Regions from separate parts of the Anas platyrhynchos genome. Here region 2 is linked to region 1. The links are chromatin contacts, called in public Hi-C maps. All regions are on one chromosome and are shown on one strand. Each heading gives the region's core, a stretch centred on a gene start, on an enhancer-like site or on the middle of the called end of the contact. The rest is flanking DNA. Distances are from core to core; before and after follow the strand shown. Region 1 holds the start of MRPL38 (mitochondrial ribosomal protein L38). Region 2 holds the start of SAP30BP (SAP30 binding protein).

What was found. Hi-C and Micro-C count contacts between places; a contact is called where the count stands out from the background.
Region 2: a Hi-C map of skeletal muscle shows a contact between it and region 1, with 1.8 times the contacts expected there. The contact joins the promoter of SAP30BP here to the promoter of MRPL38 in region 1. A contact is called at or near these places in 2 of 8 Hi-C or Micro-C datasets (skeletal muscle and subcutaneous adipose tissue).

Annotation. Positions count from the first base shown.
Region 1 is chr19:8,763,347-8,770,417 of IASCAAS_PekinDuck_T2T, reverse strand. It overlaps MRPL38 (mitochondrial ribosomal protein L38), which reads right to left and starts at 2,614. Exons shown (of 9, transcript XM_027471375.3): 1 at 2,455-2,614; 2 at 2,051-2,230; 3 at 1,377-1,505; 4 at 1,094-1,302; 5 at 689-761; 6 at 35-80. The coding sequence starts at 2,512. It overlaps FBF1 (Fas binding factor 1), which reads right to left. Exons shown (of 28, transcript XM_072025786.1): 18 at 7,032-7,071; 19 at 6,518-6,625; 20 at 6,252-6,391; 21 at 5,969-6,087; 22 at 5,731-5,853; 23 at 5,198-5,383; 24 at 4,286-4,462; 25 at 3,989-4,126; 26 at 3,757-3,889; 27 at 3,310-3,416; 28 at 2,830-3,005. The coding sequence ends at 2,922.
Region 2 is chr19:8,942,999-8,950,069 of IASCAAS_PekinDuck_T2T, reverse strand. It overlaps SAP30BP (SAP30 binding protein), which reads left to right and starts at 2,741. Exons shown (of 10, transcript XM_027471308.3): 1 at 2,741-2,898; 2 at 3,066-3,175. The coding sequence starts at 2,790. LOC139999066 (ATP-dependent DNA helicase Q5-like) reads right to left here and starts at 2,737. Exons shown (of 9, transcript XM_072025644.1): 1 at 2,643-2,737; 2 at 2,058-2,196; 3 at 835-956. The coding sequence starts at 2,184.

The sequences.
Region 1 (7,071 bases), core at 1,365-3,864:
AACTGCAAGGAGCGGCTCTGCTGTCTATACTCACACCAGCCAGTGGAGGTACTCCGCGTCAGTCTCTCTTAGGTGTCCATCTGCAAACACACACACACAGACACCTCAGTGACAACTCCATGTCTGCATCAACCCCAAAGTGAGAACGCCCGGATCCTCACAAAAAAAGACACCTTGGATGACGCTGGGTTGGTTGCTTCACTTCACTGTGCCCTGGTTTCCCCGTGCCAGCTAACCTACCTCCCTCACCAGGCTGCCAAGGAAGAGGAGAGTTTGGGGGTAAAGAAATGAGTGGAGTCAGGGATCTGCCTGCTCCATACCATGACAAAAGTCCTGCTGCATCACTGTCCCATCTCTCACCTGCTAGATGTGGGGAGGCTACAAACCCTCCTGCGCAGGCAATGTTCTGCAAACATCCATTTCTTGTCTCACATTTGACAGATGGGCACAGAAATACTCAGAAAACGAAACTCATGTGGTTTCTTTGAGAGTGTAGTCCCTCAAAGTAAGGAAATTCTAATTCCTTTCCAGTCTTTGAAGTGGTTTTCTGCACCTGGAGCTTAGGGGACAGCCCCTGCTTAGCAGCTGTCACATCACCTCTGACTGCGCAGCCAAAAGAAACAGGAGCTAAGCAAAAGCAGAGTGCTACCACCCAATTTAAACACATTTCTAAGAGCCTTGCACTCACCTGGATTTGTGAGCAACAAAGTCCAGAGGGAGCCTTTATCTGCCTCGTATGACACTTCAGGGGGATTGAAAGCCTAAACGTAAAGACAATGGAAATCATTTGAGCAGCAGGTTCCATTAAGATCAGGTCACGATTTCTAACCCAGAGAACGTGAATTTGTTATGGGCACGGTCATGTCAGAGTAACCCAGCTCCATCTGGAGAGCTCCAGGAGTGTTAAGAGCCGTCAGCCTGCCCATAGACTGATCTCATCGCACACTTCTGTCCTTATCCCACCCAAAAACCTTATTTCCTTCACCCCAGAAGAAATACCCTCATAAAAGAACCCCTCAGAATGGACAACACCAACCAGCAGCACCTGGCAGAAAGAAACAGGCTCCCCACGGGGCCAGGGTTGCTCACACACCTCTGTTGGAGTCACCATGTTCCCGTAGTACACCGGCACGAGGTGCTCGTCCTCCTGGCTGTACTCCACTCTCAGGCTAACCCAGGGGGTGAAGGTGCCCTTCTGGAACAAGTCGCGGAATATCCCATAATACTCTGCCAGGCGCTGCTTGTGGAACGGGCCGCTGGTCTTCTCCCACTCTGCTCTGACCTCATCGAGGGGGATAAGTGCTGTGGGGAGAGAGAAAACTGCAGGAGCTGCTGGGAGAGGGAGCAGCCGGGGCAGGGAGCAGCGGGGCACAGACCAGTCCGGAGCCGTGCTGCTCTTTCCATCTCGGCGTTTTGGTGGTTCTGCTTCAGGATCTTTTTTCTTTCCTCATGTTCCTTCACTTTCAACAGCTTCCCACGCGGCAGGCTGATGTCAGTCTTTGGTTCTTTAAAGGGGGGTGAAAAAATCATTTATGTATAAAATCCGAACACCCGCCCCCAAAAGCGCCCTGCAATGTGCTTAGAAAGTAGAAGAAAGAGACACAAAACTGCAGCCATCAGTCACTTGATTCCGCCACCTCTCTGTCTTCCCTTCTGCTTTTTCCTCCTGCCCAGCTCCTTGCACGCCCAGATCTGGGAGTTTGCCACCTGGTGAGCAGGTCTGGGGTCCTCAGCAGACCAACCCAACTACATTACTTGCTGCATATGGTTTAAAGGCTGTTTCCTGGTCTTATTTCTTGGATACTGTAGAGGTTTCAGGAAATCCCTTCTCTATCCTGCATGTTTTGGCAGGTTCTGTCCAGCCTCTCTCCTTCTAGAAAATGGAGATCTGTCTCCCTGAAAATATCCACGCTCTGCAAAAGGGCCAGCCTCGTACCAACCCATTTCATCACGTCATTACAGACCAGGGTTTGGGGCCAACTCACAGCCCCAACAACAGGCAGCACCCCCGACCTTCAGCCACAAAGCCTCAGAGCCCTTCTGCGAGTACCTGGCTTGGGGCTGGCGTACTGCCGGTACGTCTTCCACCACCGGGCCTTCCTGCCCTCCTGCTCGGCCTGCCTGAAGTACCGGGTGAAGCTGCGGTATTTCTCCAGCGCCTCCAATTTGCTGACATCGATCTCCTCGTTCGGCATCGGGCCCAGGGGGGCCGCCCGCCTGCAGAGAGCGGCTGGAAAAGGGGAGAGCTTCAGGAGAAGAAGGGGAAGAAGGGCTGAAGGGGGAGGGCTGCAGGAGGCCCGAGGGGCCGCAGGGAGGCCCCGGGGTCGGAGCAGGCCGCACGCTGCCCCCCCCCCCCACCTCCCGGACCTGCTTCCCCTGGGCCTCCCCACGGTTCCCCCCCGGGGACCCCGGGCCCCGAGGCCGCCCCCAGCCCCGTCCCCGTCCCCGTCTCACCGGCGGTGCCGAAGGCCCGGGCTCCCCGCAGGGCCGCGCTCAGCAAGGGCGCCGCCATGATGCGCGCCGCCCTCACCGGAAGGGCCCCGTTGCCATGGCAACCACGGCTGCGCCGCGCGGGGCCCTGCGTCGGAGGCCCCCGCTGTTGCCATGGCAACGAGGCTGCCCTGCGCAGCGCCTGACCCAAAATGTTCTGCATCCCCTCAGCATTAGGGTGTCCCCCCCCGGGTTCCAGCCCCACAGATCGCCCCCTCCCTCCCCCAGCTCACGTTAGCCAAAAAAGTAAAAATCCTGAGGGCTGGAGACCTCCACCCCGCTGTGGGAAAGGGCTTCAGGCTCTGCTCATAAACAATTTGTTATTAAATTCAGCGTTAATGTCCCCAAACGGGTGTTATTTATTGTTTGTTCTCTGCCCCCCCCCCCCCAATCTGCCCTCAGCAGCGTGCTGAGGGGACGCAGCCAGCTCCTCAGGCTGACAGAGGCGACGTGTTGTAGGGTGCTTTCGTCAGGGTCTGCAGGAAGAAATGCTCATCCTCCAGGAAATCTCGGTCCTGAGGAGAGAGGGGCAAGGCTCAGGAGCGGGCAGGGGGCTGGCAGGAGGGGGAGGACATCACAAAACCACAGCGTGGGAGAGCCGGCAGGGATGGGGTGAAGGGAGAAACACCGCCGAGCCCAGGGTGCAATGGAGGAACGCGAAACAAGAAGCAAGCACTTCTGGGATCGCTCCTCTGGGTGCCCATGGTTCTATGAGCCCCCCCAGCCCAGCCCAGCGATGATTTTAGAGCCACCCGTCCTGTGGTGTCACCCAGCCCTGCTCCCTGCCAGCTGGCTTGAAGCCCCTTCCAGCCCACTCACCTGCTGGGCCCTGTGCTTCAGCAGCAGCAGTTTGGCGTAGAGCTCTGCGGGGCCGGCCGTGCCTGCGCTCCTGTGCCCAGGGAATGTCCGAGCAGGAGGTGGAAAGCCTGCAACGAGGGTGCAGCCCCGTTGCCATTAGGGAAAGACAAATGGAAGCAATGAAGCATCCCTTTTTTGCTGCCTGAATGTCCCCGTAGTGGAGTCGTCCTCAATCTCTGAGCACAAATGGGCTTTAGCCCGCCCGCCTCTCCCTTCCCGACCCCTTCTGCTCCCTCTTGGCATTGCCCTGGCTCACAGAGCTCAACTGAGCTCCTTAAGAGGATCTGGGGGTGCAACACCAAACCTGATCCGATGTTCACATGAAGGGGAGCTAAACAGCCCCCAGGAGTACCCCAAGACTCCCAAGATGTGAAATAAAAGCGCAGCCACCCCTCCCGTCAGCCTTACTCAGCACGCCGGAGAGGCCCTTGGTGGGGGCACCGAGGTTCTGGTCTGTGGGCAGCAGCAGCGTGGGGTTGCTGGGCAGCTCCTCGCGCAGCTGCTCGAGCTGCCTCCTCTGGTGAGCCATGCTCAGCCGCTCCTGCCCCAGCCCCAGGAGAAAAGGAGAGAGATCGGTGGCAAGGTTCAGGCCCTGGGGATGGCAGCCCCAGTCGGAGAAGGGAAGGTGATGAGGAGTTACCTGCTGCAGCTGCTGTTCCTGCTGCTTCAGCTGCTCCAGGTGCTGCTGCATGAGCTGCAGCCGGGTCTGGTGCTCGGATTCCAGCCTGCACGCCTCCCGCAGGGCTTGCTCCCCTTCCTCGTACTTCTGGGATGAGAGCTGCAAGGAACAGAGGATGGGGACAGGGCTCCTTGCTTTGGGCATTCCCTCATTCCCCTCCCAGGACAGGAGTAGGATGCACGGCCTCAGGAGAGGTGTGATGCCCTGGCTTTGCTGCCAGCCTGTGTGCTGTGAAAGCAGCTCGGGGACTCCACTGACCTTGTTCATGCTTTTGATCTCCTCCTCCCGCTGCCGGATGCGCAGCGCAGCCCCTTTCACCTTCTCCTTCTCCAGCCTCAGCTCGTGCCAGGCCTCATCCAGCAGCTCCCTGTCCCTCGTCAGCTGCTCCTCCCTGGCCTTCAGCTCACGGCCCCGCATCTTCAGCTCTGCCTGCTCCTGGGATGGGCGTGGGGGCAACCGATGTGTTACCAGACCTGTCCTGGACACTGTCCCCTGTCTTTCTGAATGACGGGAGAGATCTGCCCCTGCTGAACAACTTGTGTGCACCAGGCCTGGGGTGCAGAGCACCACCAAGCAGTGCCCTCATCCATCCACCCGTGGGGACCAAGAACTGGCAGAGCTGGGATTGTGTACACACACACACACTCCTTCCCTGGAAAGGAAGAAGCCCCTCACCATGTTGCACACCCTAAAACACGCTCAAGGCATGTCAGTTTGTCAGCGGGAGAATTATCCAGCTCCACGGTTATTTACCACCGCAGGGGTAGCCATTAGAAACACAGCTCTGGCACACCCTGCACATCCCCTCTCAACAGCCCCAGGAGGGAGCAGAACTGGCTCTGGACGCATCCGCATGGCACGGTGAGGCTTGGCTTAACCCATCACAGCTGCCTCCTCTCACCCGACTTGTCTGGCTGCCCCAAACTCCTCCCAGGCAAAGGGGAGAGGCAGATGGGACAGATGTCAATCTGCATTGACACCTACAACCAGCTGGCAAGAGCTGCCCCTGGAAGAGCCCGATTCTCACCACCAGACCCAGTGGGATGCCTCCATCCCCTCCATCCTAAACACGAGAAGCAAGCTCTGAACCTTCCCCCGTGACCCCGTGGGGGAGCCCAGCTGCCTGCCAGGCAGCGCTGGGTGCCACGGGAAGGGGCTCTGGGGCCGTACCTTGGCCAGGCTCATGATGGTGCCCTCTCTCTGCGAGTCCATCTGCAGGGCTCGGTCTATATCGCGCTCCATCCGCTCCTTGCTCAGCTGCTGCTGGGTGTGGAATTCGGCCCACTCCACTGCCAGCTTCCGGCGCTCCTCTGAGCACTTTTGCATCACCGACTTCTGCTCCTCCAGCAAAGCGCTCTGGAGAGCATCGGAAGAGGCAGAGAGACAGCAATAAGTCCCCCAGCCACAGGATTTTCTCCTTTAACCCATCCCTGCAGATAAATTCCATGTAATATCTACAGGCTGGTCCAATCCAGGGTGCTCGGTGTGAACCCTGCACAGAGCTCTGGCCCCTCGTATCCACATGCCAGGCAGTTGTTCTGACTGAGATTCACTGCGAGACCAAGAGTGGGATGGAGGAGGTGGAGGGGAGAGCAGGGATGCTGCAGCCAAGCACCTGTCTCTTTCATCCACCACACCACGGTGCAGCCCCAGGCAGACTCGTGAGATGTGAAAAACACCCGGAGATGCCTGCCCTATCTCACCTTCGCCCTCTCCAGCTCCGCTCGCTCCATGGAGAGCTGCTGGGTCATCACTCGCCGCTGCTCCTCCAGTGAGTGCTGCAGCGATTCCACCTTGGATTGCTCTGCTGTCGCCCTCCACCGCTCCTGGTCCAGGCACAGGGGAGAGACAGGTGCCACTCACAGGCTCCAAACCAAGGGTCTCCAACGGGAGAGGCATCATCCATCCTCCCCGTACCCAGAGGGCACGACATGCGCTCACCTGCTCCAGCAGCCGAGTCTGCTCGCTCAGCCTGGCCTCCATTTTGGCAATCACCTCCTGGAGTCGGCTCCGCTCCTCCTCCATGTCCCTCTGCTGCTGCGACAGCCGGTCCTGGAGCACTGCGGAGAGGCAGCAGCAGCGCTGTGAGCTGAGGTGTCCAACGACCAAGGCAGGCAGAGCTTTGCCAGCTGGGGCTCCCACCCTCTGGCTGAATCAGGACAACACTCCCCATTTTCTGGGGGGACCCTGCAGCCCTTTCAGCCCAGGAGAAGGGCAGCCGTACCCCTGAGCTGCTCATCCCGCTGCCGCGCCCCCATGGCCAGCTCCTGGGAGGTGGTGTGGTGCGTGGCCTCCACCTTGTGCGAGAGGTTATGCAGGTCGCTGGAAAACTTCTCCATCTGCTCAATGACGCCGTTCAGAGACCTGCGGAGAGGAGCGCCTGTGGGATGTGCTTCATGGCACCATGGTGGAGAAGGGTTTTTGTGGCTGTAGGGCAGGGAACAGAGCGGCCAGGGCTCAGCGGGGGGCTGTGACAGTGGGGATCGGTACCTGGTGTGCGAAGTGGCGCTGGTCACCGCGTCGATCTCCTGGTCTTTCAGCCGCTTCAGCCGCTGGAGCTGCTCTTCATGGTCTTTGCGCATCTCCTGGACAGACGACCTGCAGGGCACGGAGGAAGGAGCCCGTGAGGGGCTGCTGCAAACTGCTGCTCCCCCTGTGGTGGGCACAGCTGGGATGGGCTACATCTGGGGGTCGTGGGGAACTTTGCTGAAAACTGTTCTCTCATAAACTGTGTAGACAACAGTGACTTAGGGACCTGAATAAAAGGGGCTTGGGGAAGATAAAATGCTAGATTCTCCTTTCAAAATACAGTGCATTTCACTCTGAAATGATACCTACTGCCAGATCTCCCTCTGCCCATCCATGAAGCAAATCCCATTCCTAAGGCCACCAAGCTGCCCCCAGCCCAGCGCTTCTGGAGCCAGATTTTCCCTTTCACTGTGTCCCCAAACCATTCCCCAGACAAAGGAAGACTGGACTAGCACCGTGTGTGCGCCACGCTCACCTCTGCAGCTCTCGCAGCCGCTCCAGCTCCCGTGCACTCT
Region 2 (7,071 bases), core at 1,492-3,991, 180 kb before region 1:
TGATAGAATATTTCCTGTGCTGGAGCTTAATTAGAAATTATCTCATTTGGAAAGAGTTCACTATTTACAACACTTTTTGGAGATGCATCACCAAGCCTGGTTTTAATTCTTGATGTGTATTACACTGAGACTACAGAGGAGTTGAACAAAAAAAAAAAAAAAAACAAAAAGCAAAAAACACAACAGCAGAAAAACAAAAACGGCAGCCTACGCCACCAGGTATCATGCAACGTTAACGCTACAGCTGCTATTATAGGGAAGCGTGAGGTGATGAAAATAGTACAAAAGACAAAATATATAAGCAAAAGGTCACACAGATCAAAGTGTTTAAGGAGGAGCTCTACTACAACAGCTTCTACCCGTGACACAAAGACCACAACAAAAAGATAGTTTGATGGAGAGCAATTTATGCCTACAAAGGCAACTTCATAATTCCCAGAGTTATTATTTTATAGGTAAAATGGAGTTCTTTTGTGGATAAAGACTCAGTTTGCTACATTTGAGGTACTCTGCTGCTTTTGTACAGCACATGTACAGCACAGGTAAAAGACAACTGGAGAATATAGAAAGGATCAGTTATAAAAACCACTAGGCTATTATCAAAGAAGAAAAACCTTCTTTAACAGAGCTGCATAACATCAGACCAGAGGCACGCTAAGTTGAAGCCTCTTCACCCGTCACCAGGCTAAGGAAAACACACGAAGACATGAAGACAAGAATCCAGAGGCAGGCTAACAGCAGTTTTGGGGACAGAAAGGCAAGAGGCAGCCGTGCCTCCAGAGTCTCCCAACCCCCTTCACTGACTGCGTTCCACAGCTGACAGGAGACAGTTACCTGAATCAGTGCAATCAGAGGTGAAATGACAATGGTGATGCCCACTGCCAGAACTGCAGGAAGCTGGTAGCACAAGGATTTCCCTGCCCCTGTGGGCATGCATACAAAGACATCCTTCTCGCCTGCAAAGACAACAGAACAAAGCTCAAGGCTACTGAGTGGTGGTGAGTTCCCAGGGCTCTGCCTGGAGGGGTGGGCACGAAGGCCTGTAATCTGCGAGAAAAGGCGTATCTGTGCGTGTACCTTGTGGCATACCAACAAAAGACACTTCATTTTAGGTTCTAAAAGCATCATAATACTTTGTGTGCCGGCGGTGGTTCCCTTCAAATAATCTCTGATCACTTTTTAAACGATATGAAACAGCCTTACCTAAATACCAGAAGTTACACAGAAACCAAGATAAAGAGGAATTAAACAACTGGTCCGTGGTCATGCTAATTCTCTGCTACATGAGCTGCTTTCATTCCCCGTACAGCCCTCCAGTTACCAAACCACCAGTCCCAGGGCAGATCTGTATCACACCCTGTGAAAGCTCATCCCAAGAAGCAAATCCCAACCACGTAGGCAGTATTATTTAGTAACTATTGCTATGCTAAGGAGCACCCACTTCACCTCAGGGAGATGCCAACACACACAGCATTGACAGGCAGAGCCACCCTGCTCACAGAACACTGCTTTTGGCCAGTCTGTTATCAACAACACAGCTGCTGGAGATGAATGAAAACCGTGACTGTGTCCTGCACGCTGGGTTTGGTGCTGTTCTGGTCTGCATTATGAGACCTGTGAGGAGAATGGATGGTAAGCAGCACATGTGTGTGTGTGAGCTGCCTGCCGAACCCACAGCGGTGTGCTGGTGGATGCATTAACACCAGGAAAAACGCGTGGTTCTGGTAACATCCACATGATTCACGGATATAAACCTCACCAGAGAACCAGGTCTTCTGCTTGTACCACCTGTGTCTGACACCACTACAGTAAGCTTTACCCTACAAGTGCGTGAGTGCAAACAGCTTCAACCCCATCTGACCACAACCAGCTGGCAGACGCCTGTGGTGCTGCTCCCAGCACTGCCAGCTGAGCGTTCCCCGCATCGTGTTTGCTGCAACCACGTCCTTACAAAACCCACGCCAAGGAGGGCAGGTAGCGCACAGAGCCCTGCCCGGCGACCTTCCCCTGCAGCTCAGCCGCAGGCCTGCCCCCGGAGGGCCGGGCCCCCCGCTCACCTCTCACCACTGCCATGGTCGCGCTCTCCTGCAGGGCCGTCCTGAAGGCCTGGAAGCCGAACACCTTCCTCAGCGCCTGCCGGGCTCTGCCCTCCGGCCCGGGGGGGGCCGCGCTGCTGCTGCTCATGGCGGGGGGGGGCTGCGGGCGGCAGGAAGCGGCAGTGAGCGCCCCGCTGACCCTCAGGAGAGACCCCCCGGCCCTGAGGCGAGCCCCCAGCCCCTTTCCCCTCGCTTTTATTATTATTTTACCCCCCCTCACCCCCCCCCCAAGGCGGCTGCCCCGCACCTTCAGGGCTCTGGGGCTCGCTCCTGACGGGACAACCGCGCCCCCCCCCCCGGCTGAGGGGGCTCCAAGGCGCCTCTCAAAGCGCCCCCCCCCCCCCCTCAGAGCCCCCCCTCAGGACCCCCCCCCCCACCCGCTCCGGGTCCGCCAGGCGCTGCCCGCGGCGCCGCGCGATGACGTCACAAGCCGCTCTTAAAGGGCCAGCGCCCCCATTAAAAAAAACAAATCCCACCCCAAAAAAACAAACAAACAAAAAAACCCCAACCCCCCCCCCCCAGCGCACCCCCGCTCCTCCTCCTCACCCCCCTGAGGGCTTTCGGGCGTCCTCGCTCCCCGCTTTATTTTCGGTTCCGGCCGCGCGCGGGGGGGGGGGGTGTTGCTATGGCGACCCCGCCGCCCCCTTGACGTCAGAGGCGCGCGCCGGAAGCGGCGGCGGGGCCGGGCGGAAGATGGCGGCGGCGAAGCGCAGCGTCCTGTCCTCGCTGGCCGTGTACGCCGAGGACTCGGACCCGGAGTCCGACAGCGAGGCCGGGCCGGCGGGCGGCGAGGGGCCCGCGGGTGAGGGCGGGAGGGGAGCTGAGGGGCTGAGGGGGGGCCCCGGGTGTGTGTGTGGGTGTATGGGGGTCCCTCGTTGCTAGCTCGCTTTCCTCACGGGTTGTTTTTTTTTTTTTTTATTATTATTATTTATTTTGCCTTTTTTTCTCGCTTTCCGCCCCCCCTCTCAGGAGAAAAAGGCGGGCTCGTGTCCGTCGGGTACGGCGAGGACGACTTCACGCGGCTGGACGGCGATGAGGAGGGCTACGAGGAGGAGGACGAGGAGGCCAGCAGGCAGTCAGTAAGTACCCCCCGGCCCCTCAGCGCTCCCCCGGCCACACGCCGGCCACAGGCCTCCCCCGCGGCCTCCAGCACCTTCCCAGCGTTTCCTTCCACTCTGCCCCCAAGGCAATGCCCTCTCCTCAGCACCCAGCATCTTTGGGTGCAGGTCTTGTGCTCGTTACTAACCCGTCGATGCTCTCTGACTCTTCCGTGGAAGGCTGGCAGGGGACACGCAGCTCTTCCTTCGGAGTGAGCGCACCTGGAAATGCTGCCAGAGAAACGCGCTGGTGCATGGGCAGCTGGATAACCCCAAAGAGCACAGTTCTGCGATGTCCTAAATTATTCTTTCATGTCTAACTCAACTTCCTACATCTGGTTAACTTGATGTAGTGGCGTTTTGTCTAGGCTTGAGTGGCTTCTGTTTGTCACAGGTGCATGGCATGTGTATAACTCCACCTGAATACCGAGGTACTTAGTGCATGGTCAGGCAGGGCACGTGGCTCGCTGCTTCGGAGTGCAGCTATAACGCACAAAAGGATAAACGTTTCCGTGTCTGGAGGAGCAAAGCAGTAAGGCTTGTGAAAGTGCGGGGAGGTTCTCTTCTTTCTCATCAACCTTTTGCTTACCTCCATGTTGATGTGTTGGCCCTGCTCAAGTTTTTTGGCTACTTAGTACAGGAAGGAAATAGTGGTACTACAGCTTTTTCTTAATGAAATCTATTTTATCCGCATTCATTCTCATACAAGACATTCACTGCTCCTGCTATTTGCTTCCCCAAGTAGCAGACAAGAAACTTGTCTATTTTTTTTTTTTTTTTTTTTGGTTCTGTTGCTAGCTGGAAAAGGTGCAAGCAAGAGCATTCAGGGTCACTGTCTGGCTAAGCCAAGTAATGAAGCTTTACTATCACTTTAGTCATTCTCCTGTTTATATCCAAAACCTGGGGACTCTTTCAATAAGATCCTTCTTCTATAGAAGGTGGTAGTTGTGATCCAGGTGTTTGTTGACAGCTACTTGTGTAAATGGGGTAGCTTTTACTACACACACAATTTTCAGTGTAAGTTGCAGTCACCTAACATCTGGGAGGTTCAAGGTGCTGTACAAATACCAATAATTGGTTTAGGCACTCCGGTGTTTAGCCAGCGGATCTTGCTCTTATTTTCAGTTACTGTACAGCAGGTTACAAAGGGTGTGTTCTCTCTAGTCTCATTGCAGGCCAGTAACATGCATTTTTTCTATATTCTTGGACCAGAATTGTGAGCTTCCTTAATAGATCCTAGCGCTGGTACTTCTTGGTTATGAGCTGTTTTTGCAAAGCGGTGCCAATTGTTTTCAGGCTGGCCTGGGTTCTTATCCAAACAGCTCTGTGCTTATATTGTCTACATTAACTGTGACTAAAAAGTCCCTTTTTTCAAGGGCAGTTTCAGTAATGATTTTTTGTTGTCATTGCTGTTGTTTCAGAGATGTCCTCTAGTAGGTTAGAAAGTTTTGGGGGCTGTTTCCGTTAAGTGTCTATATCATGAATGATTCAATCTGTTGTTCTTTCATTGAAAATTGCTTTTTACTATAAGTGGGAGCATGGGTGGGAGGAAAACATCTGATCAAGTACCAAGTAATCTGGTACTGTGGTTGTTCCTTTAGCTGTACGCTTACTGTTATTAAACTTTGCCTGTTAAGACTGAATTATGGGCACACGTGCGTGTTTTAGGAAGGTACACTGGAAAGTAGCTGAAGTGAAGAGGTTTGGTGTGTCACTTCCATGGGATATGCATGTTAATTCAGGCAATTAAAACTTACTGACATTGTGTGATCATTCTATAGCTTGCCTTGCCAGAACCTGTTTGTGTGCTAATACCCAGAGGTGGGCACTTCATTGGAAGCCCTTCCTTTCAGTTGCATGTAATCACCTCACTTCTTTTTTTTTGTTTTTCTTTTGGAAGCTGAAACACCAAGTTCTTGTTTTGGGGCCAAAGTTGAAACTGGGTGGTGGAGTTTGGAGGAAAACCCATTCTGCTGAGTTGTGAGAGCAAGAAAAGCTTTTTCTTTTCTGCTCCTCAAACTTGTTTTGAACCCAGACTATGTATGTGTGTCGAGAAGCATACCTAACTCTAGGATCCCCAATCACGTAGCTCGTGGGGCAGTGGAACAGTAGGTTTACCTACCAGTTTTGGATCAAAGCTGTAGGTTACTTTTCACGTGGTACAAAATTTTTCTTAAGGCTGAGTTCAGTAATTTAAGCTCTCGGGAAAAACTTGCCCTTTTTTCTTTGTTCCTGGGTAGAAATGAAAACTGAATGTGAACTGTTACCTAAAACTAAAGTTAGTTAGAAAACTGAAGTTAGTTCCCTTCTGTGGAGGTTTATGTCACCTGCAAGTGAGGCCACGAGAGCACCACACAAGCAAGGAAAGATGCAGTGTCACCTGGCATCGCTGGGACTTTGAATTTGGTGCTAGGGCAGCCCCTCACCAAGCCTGCATGCTTGGTTGTATGGCAGGCACGCCGTGTGTCCTGTTTGTGTTGCTGATGTGTGCTTGGGAGAGTAAAATAGGCCTTGCAAATGCTGCTTTCTGCGAGTACTGCTAAACAGGAGCAAGTGCAAAGCCCCTGCCCACCAACTGGGAAAAGAATTATCAGATGATGAATGCTTTTTTTTCTGCAGTTTTGTTGCTGCTTATGGTCTAGCTCTGCACACTCGGGAGCTGCATGAGTTTTGCAGAGGGCGTCTTCTACTGAGTGATGCTTTTGCCTTAAAAGGGAAACAAAACAAAAAACCATGCAACTCCACTTCTTTTTGTGACTGTAGGGCTTGTTTTCTGGTCCTGAGTGGGTGGGGCAAAACTAACTTCCATTCAAAGGGTCTTGGACTACTGCTGGGCTGCCAAACACAAGCCCTTTGCTGTAAGTGCAGTTACTTGCCAAGCCTGCTCTTTAAGCTTAATCCTGTAAATTCTTGTCTTGTAGGAAGATGACGATTCAGAGACTGAAAAACCTGAGGCTGGTGACCTAAAGGTATTTGGAAGTGTGGTACGGTGGGGGAGGGAAAGTTCAGTACAAGAGGAATAAGTCTTAACAGCATGGCTTTGGTGTTCATTTCTGGTCTTCTGTAGCTAGTTTCATATGTTCCTTTTTGTAGCTGTAATGTGATTTCTGACTTTAGTTCTGGCTAATGCCAAAGGTAGTTAGCCAGTTAGGCTATGGACTGAATAACGATCAAGATCTGTGTTCATGAACTTAGTCTTCTTGTGAATTAAATCTAAGGTGGGTTTTCTGACAGCATCTTTTATATTTTGCAGTGATCCAGGAGACGTAGCATTCACTACAGAATTCTCTTATGTCTGACCAGCATCAGCTGAAAGACTTCATTTGGTTAGAACAACTTAAGTGATCTTATGCTCCTAGAGGTCATGTCAGAATCAACTCAGGTGTCTCCTCTCTCCTTCCAAACAAAACTGTTTTCTAAAGACTTTTTTTTTTAATTTTTAACAAAGTGGTAAATGTGGTGAGATCCCCAGATAATTATCATAAATAGTTGAAATAATCTTTATTGTGAGGTTACATCCTGTTTCTGCTGAACAATGTGTTTAGCAGCATGTAAGAACGCGTCAGGCAAAAAACATGGAGAAAGACAATGTACCAAATCCACTTGAAAATTGACAGTGAAGTGTGCACAATTTTCTCTATCAGATCAGTCCCCAGTATAATATAAGCAGTTGTGTGGGATACAGAATGAATGACAGTTGAAAAGGCCTTTATTTTATCCAGTAGCTTCCTGAAGGATGCAGACAATCTCCGAGTTCTGCTTAGGAATCCAGAGGGCCATATAGCAAGCTGAAACTCTGCAGAGCATGTGAATTAACTTAGGGCTTTCATGGAACCATGAGAAGGCAAATGGATGTGTTTAGCTATCCTGCTTAAATG